Regions from separate parts of the Mus musculus genome. Here region 1 is linked to region 2. Evidence: chromatin contacts called from public Hi-C data. All regions are on one chromosome and are shown on one strand. The core of a region is the stretch at or near the end of the contact, and the rest is flanking DNA. Distances in the headings are between cores, read along the strand shown. Region 1 has its middle 190 kb from the start of Nova1. Region 2 holds the start of Nova1 (NOVA alternative splicing regulator 1).

Region 1 (2,700 bases), core at 139-2,638, 190 kb after region 2:
GTTGATAAGGTCTGCCTCCATTCATTAATTCAGAATTTCTTTGTTGGCCTTTGTATCTGGTAGTCAAATTATTGAAAACTAAATCATATACCAGAAGAAATACTACTCCTAGGAAGTCTGTACTTTGTTATAGAAGTGGGTGCCAACCATGTCATATTCCATACTGTTGCATGGTATATCTTTGAGCTGGCAAATACAGGAATGAGGATACTTCTTTTTGCCCAATAATTGCATTTCCAGTTCTATAATTGCTAAAATGATGTGGCAGTCAAGTTCGGAGAATGCCTTCTAAACACATGTTAAGGACATCTGCATCAAGTACATCCTGCTGAAGAAAAGTTTTCTTCTAAGACTCGCAGCTAGTGTGAGCATGGATGCTGCCTTTTGTGAATGTCAAACAGGGAGCAAATACACTTCAGTCAACCTGCGCGCTCCCTCTATCTTCCTTTCCCTCTCTTCCTCTTTCTCTTTCTCTCCCTCTCAATATCTCTATTTTTCTGTCTCATTCTCTTTCAAACTCTTTCTCTGTCTCTATTCCTTCCCCCATCTTTACACACACACACACACACACACACACACACACACACAAAACACACATACCTCTTTGGGTCATTTATCCAAAGTATGGCCAATATTTTTCATTAACAAAAGATATGAACCAGTGAATATTTCTATTTCTAGATTCTATGGATAAATATATATTTAAGGGATCTAACAATGTCAAAAAATTAGGAAAATATCTAAGAACAAAATTCAAGTTTAAAAAAACAGAGCTTTGAAAGTGAGTTACAACAATGTTTTTCCAAGTAGCACTTAGTTCAATTCATAAATGGAAAGACAGGATTTAATTTGAGTTGGGGAAATGGCCTACAGGGTCACAAATTTTCCCAACCCTGCACTTCATTTCAGTCTGACGAAACTGACTTTCTTGGAATGGACTCACATTTTTAATTTAAAGATCTCTAGCAGGTTGTTGGATTATATGCTATAATTTATGAAAATTATTTTCAGTATTCTTTTTGTCATTTTGTAGGCTAGCAAGTGTTCTTTTCCTCTTAGCTACTTTGCCTAGTGATCCTTAGAAGAAATCTGGAAGTAGCTCTTATCTTTCTCAGTATAGCTGGTGCTTAACCTATCCTGAGAATTCATTGAGTCATTTCCTGCTGATAAATATCTATATGTAGTCATGATTGTCACCTATGCAGGCAATATAAAACTGGCTCTTCTCTTTTTAAACCAAGATAGCATTTGCACCAGCCTCTAATCTTACCTACCACTTTCTCCCCTTTCAGAACCAAGCTTGCAATTCTCATCTTGAATAGCTTTAAAATTGCTCATAGCAATCAATGACAACCGAGGCATCACTAAAGAATTTCTTTTATCTCTAAGCTCCAATTTAGATCTGTCATTAAGCTTGAGTAAGCGCGAGCTGTCTGCACATTCTCCCTCATCACATGCTCCAAGCACAAAAAGTCAACTTTGAAATCAAATTTGTTCTGTCTCCGACTGTACTTTGTAATGGTTTTTGTGTGAACAATAAACTTCATGAAATAGTACTGTCAATCTTTAGTAACTTGGAAAAGTATGGCTTGAAAAAAAAATAAAAACAGTGATGTGCTGCCACAACTTAAGAGTGTCGAAAAAAATAAAAACAGTGACATGCTGCCAAAACTCAAGAGTGTGGTGACAGAAGCCATCAGTTCTGCCTAAGTGCTGTTGGCTTGGCAGTACTGGAGGGAATGCTGAGGGTTAATGTCAGATTGGAAGAATGAGCTTTGAGAGTGAACAAAATATAGGTCTTCCTTTCTTCTGCATAAATGAATGTATAATCTTTGGAGAGTCCCTCTTCTTTCTATGGCTTAGTCTCATCATCTTACGCATCATATAGGACTTACATGTCATCTATATCATAAGTCCACTTTATTAGAGGAGTTCGTAAGTCTGGCTTTTGCATGGACTTCACTTCTCCTTGAGTGTTCTTATTATTCCTGAAATAGAGATTTTACCAAAAAGGAACCAACTTAGGTGCAAAGCATTCCTGCTTTGTCACTAGACTGAAGCAATGCACTCTATGGGTTCAGACCCCGAGTTATAACTACTGTCTTTTGAAGAGTACAGCCTACATCTTGGAGAACTTTTCCATTGCCACTTCCTTCAGCCTTACCATCATACTTAAGTGTCCTTTAGTCTTTTATTTGGCAAATAGAATTGTGAAAGAGTCTGCCTGGGCTGTCACTTCTATCAGACTGAAACACAAAATAACAGATCTAGTAGCTATTTCATGCAAAGTAGTTAGTATTTCAAATATGTTTGTTTAGGGCATCCTTTCTCAAGAAGATGGCGTGTTTCCCTAAACACAACTTGATAAGACCATGACTGCATTTCTTCTCTAGCCTATGTAAAGAAAAGAGGGGTATTCCTTAATCCATTTGATTTTACAAATACTGTTGATTATACCATTCTTTATTCATTCTTTGTCTAAATGAAAATAGAACCAAGTCATTATACCAGGAAGCCCACCACAAACAATCTGATGATCTTTTCAACTTCCAATTGTAGACCACAATACAACCTCTAGAGATCAGCAAACATATCGAAGTTACCTTTTGTGATTCTGTTTTATTTTCCTATCAATATCAGATACCGATTCTTTCAATTATATTCCTTAGCCCAGTATATCTGATCTGAGTCTCGCTGGAT
Region 2 (2,700 bases), core at 114-2,613:
AGATGAAAAAAAATCCAACACTGTAAGTAGTGATCCGCTAAATTTGTCTGTCATAGCAAACATAAAAGACTGCAATTAATCACTGGCTATATCCGACTTTAAGTATACAAAACAACCATCTTCCTGCAAAATAGTCCACCCAAACTGTAGGGAGTATTCCAAGCCGTGAGAAACTGCCAAGGGGAAAAAAAGCGTCAATGTGGTGGACTGAGAATCTAAGTAATCCCGATGTATTTCCGCGGCACTTCTAAGTCTACTATGATCTCGGCTAAGCTCATTAATTAAAAGACCTTAAGAAGAATCTTGCCAATACTAAAAAGCTTACGAGTTATTTATTCTAAATACACTCCAAAGTCACCAAATAGATAACGCTCCATCTCCAAAAGAACCATAAAACGGAGACGGGGGCGGGGGGAGGTTCGATGAGCCGTGAAAAAAAAAAAAGAAAAATGAAATGTTTCAGAAAATAAAGCCAACTCCATAAACTTTAGTTTCCGTCAACCTGATCACGTCTTAAATAGGAAACTTCGCGGTAAATCCAGCTCTTTACTGGGAACGAGTATTCCGAATTTTTTGCGATGTGCCACTCACAAGACCCCCATCCATTTCTAATGTATATGCTGGAGATAAATTCACCTCTGCTTCGATGCATTGGATGCATTGTTAAGATGACTCCAGTGCAAATGAAGAAGCGATAGCGGTCCCGTTATAACTCATCTTCCGAGGAAGCGCAGGATGTTAACTAACAAGTCACCGTACCAGACACCCCCCTCGTATGCATACCCTTGAAGACAAATCAATGCGATATTTGTACCGACCATGTAAGTGCGCTCAGGGCATGCACTCATCAAGATTTTGCATACTACTTGTGGCCCAGAGCAAGGGGATGAACAGAGGCAAAAGTCTCCGGTGCCCCCAGCATCTGCAAGCCGCTACCCAAGTGCCATTTATTTATTTATTTGATCAGACTGTTAAATGCAGCGCGCATCTTCAGGCGGCCATCACCTCTCGCGGGGGGCGGCCCTGGGAGCGGACCCTGTCGCCGGGGCCAGCACCGGCTGGGGCGAGCGGGTCGGCTCAGAACCCCGGGTCGCCATCTTGATGAGACGGGGCCGGGGCAGGTGCAGGGGAGGGGGCGCGGGACGGCCGGCGGCAGCGGCCACGGCGCGGGAGGGCGGCGGGGACGGGGCGGGAGGCGGAAGCGATACCCACCGCCCGTGTTGGTCCTCTTGGTGCTGCCGGCTTCAGGGGGCGCTTCAAGCGGCCTTTTCCGCGAGTCCGGCGGGTCCAGATCTATGGGAACCCCCGTATGGGTCCCGTTCTGCTGAATGGGAGCTGCCGCCATCATGCTTGCAGTTCCTGCCGCTGCACCGGGAGAAGCGGCTCCCTTTTGTTTTGGCTTTTTTTTTTTTTTTTCTCGTTTGGGGTTGCTAAGGTTTTTTTTTTTTTTTTCTTTTTTTTTTTTTTTTTTTCTTTAATCGGATCAATAGCAGTCTGAGGCGGCGAGCAGTGTGGCTGATGTGCTCACTGGGGAGGGGGCAGGGCGCGGAGCAGCTGCAGTGCAGTGTCGGCTAGGAGCGGGAATGGAGGGGGTGTGGGAGCCGGAGGGTGAAGAAGGAGAAGAAAGCGGCGGGCAGAGCGGGAGTGAATGAGCGGAGGAGGCGCGGGCGGCCGGGAGGAGGGCGAGTGAATGAGCGGGAGGAGGAGCGGCCGCGGGCGGCCGGAGCGGCGGACCCGGCTAACGCGGCGCTCGCTCCCGCTGCTGCCGCCGCCGCCGCTGCCTGGGCGCGTGTGCCGCCTGCGCTGCTCCGCGCCGCTGCCGCCCGCCCGCGCTCATCGTGTCTCCCGCGCGTGGGGGGCGGCGGGCGGGGGCCGCGAGGGGCCGCGACTCCCACACGCGCCGCGCGGGGCCGGCCTCCGCGCCGGAGTCTCCGCCTGCGGGGCGGCGGGCGCGCGCGGGCTTGGCGGGGGCGCGCGGGCTTGGCGGGGGCGCGGAGCGGGCCGGGGCGCTCCCGCGGGGAGGCGGGGTGAAAGGTCGCGGGGCCCAGGCAACGCCGCTCAGGCAAACGTCAGCGGCTTGCCGCGGAAACCCAGGGGTCCACAAAACGCGCTAGGCGGGGAGGCGGAGCCGTGCGGGGAGTGACGGCAGCAGCAGCCAATGACAGCCGAGCGAGGGAGCCGGGCGGGATCCTGGTCCAGCTGGGACTTGGTGGTGACAGTTTGGGCTAGTCCGGGAAGGGCGTCTGAGTGACCGCGGGGAGGGGTGGACGGCTCAGGCAGGAGACCAGAAACCCAGCTGGGACCCGGAGAGTTCGGCAAAAGGCATTCATTAGCATCTCTGGGAGGCGGTTTTCTAAAGGAGATGTCATCAGAGGATTTCTTTCTCGCACCGTGTGACACTGTCGGGGACTTACTGTGTCTTGGCGCCTTATGTGCTTTCGGGAGCAAGCCAGGATATAAATAAATAAAGCGATATGTGGTCTCCACAGGGACCCGGGAGGCAAACTGAAGAGGCAACAGCTGAGGGTGTACGCAGCTTCACACACTGCACGAAACACAGATGAAGGCATCTGGGCACCCACGACTTACATAGCTTCGGGCGGTTTCAGGATCCTGATCCTCAGCCCTTCCACACTGGAGGGGGCGGGAGGGGGATGCGGGAAGTGTGGCTAAGCTAGCATTATAAAAGACCCTAGAGGT

The links. Hi-C and Micro-C count contacts between places; a contact is called where the count stands out from the background.
Region 1: a contact with region 2 is called in a Hi-C map of the G1E-ER4 cell line, with 8 times the contacts expected there. The contact joins the enhancer-like site here to the promoter of Nova1 in region 2. A contact is called at or near these places in 1 of 484 Hi-C or Micro-C datasets (the G1E-ER4 cell line), 1 of 115 datasets of contacts at active chromatin or transcription factors (stem cell-derived neural progenitor cells) and 2 of 9 other capture datasets (adipose tissue and pancreatic islet).

What each region holds. Positions count from the first base shown.
Region 1 is chr12:47,008,528-47,011,227 of GRCm38.p6, forward strand. No RefSeq gene overlaps it. Among named protein-coding and RNA genes, the nearest start is that of Nova1, 190 kb to the left of the region's middle. Within about 2 kb of position 1,389, at least 3 of the 459 cell types and tissues checked have an H3K27ac peak or open chromatin away from gene starts, as enhancers often do. A contact at or near this core is called in the G1E-ER4 cell line, where this site is marked.
Region 2 is chr12:46,817,404-46,820,103 of GRCm38.p6, forward strand. It overlaps Nova1 (NOVA alternative splicing regulator 1), which reads right to left and starts at 1,364. Exons shown (of 5, transcript NM_021361.2): 1 at 1,213-1,364. The coding sequence starts at 1,348.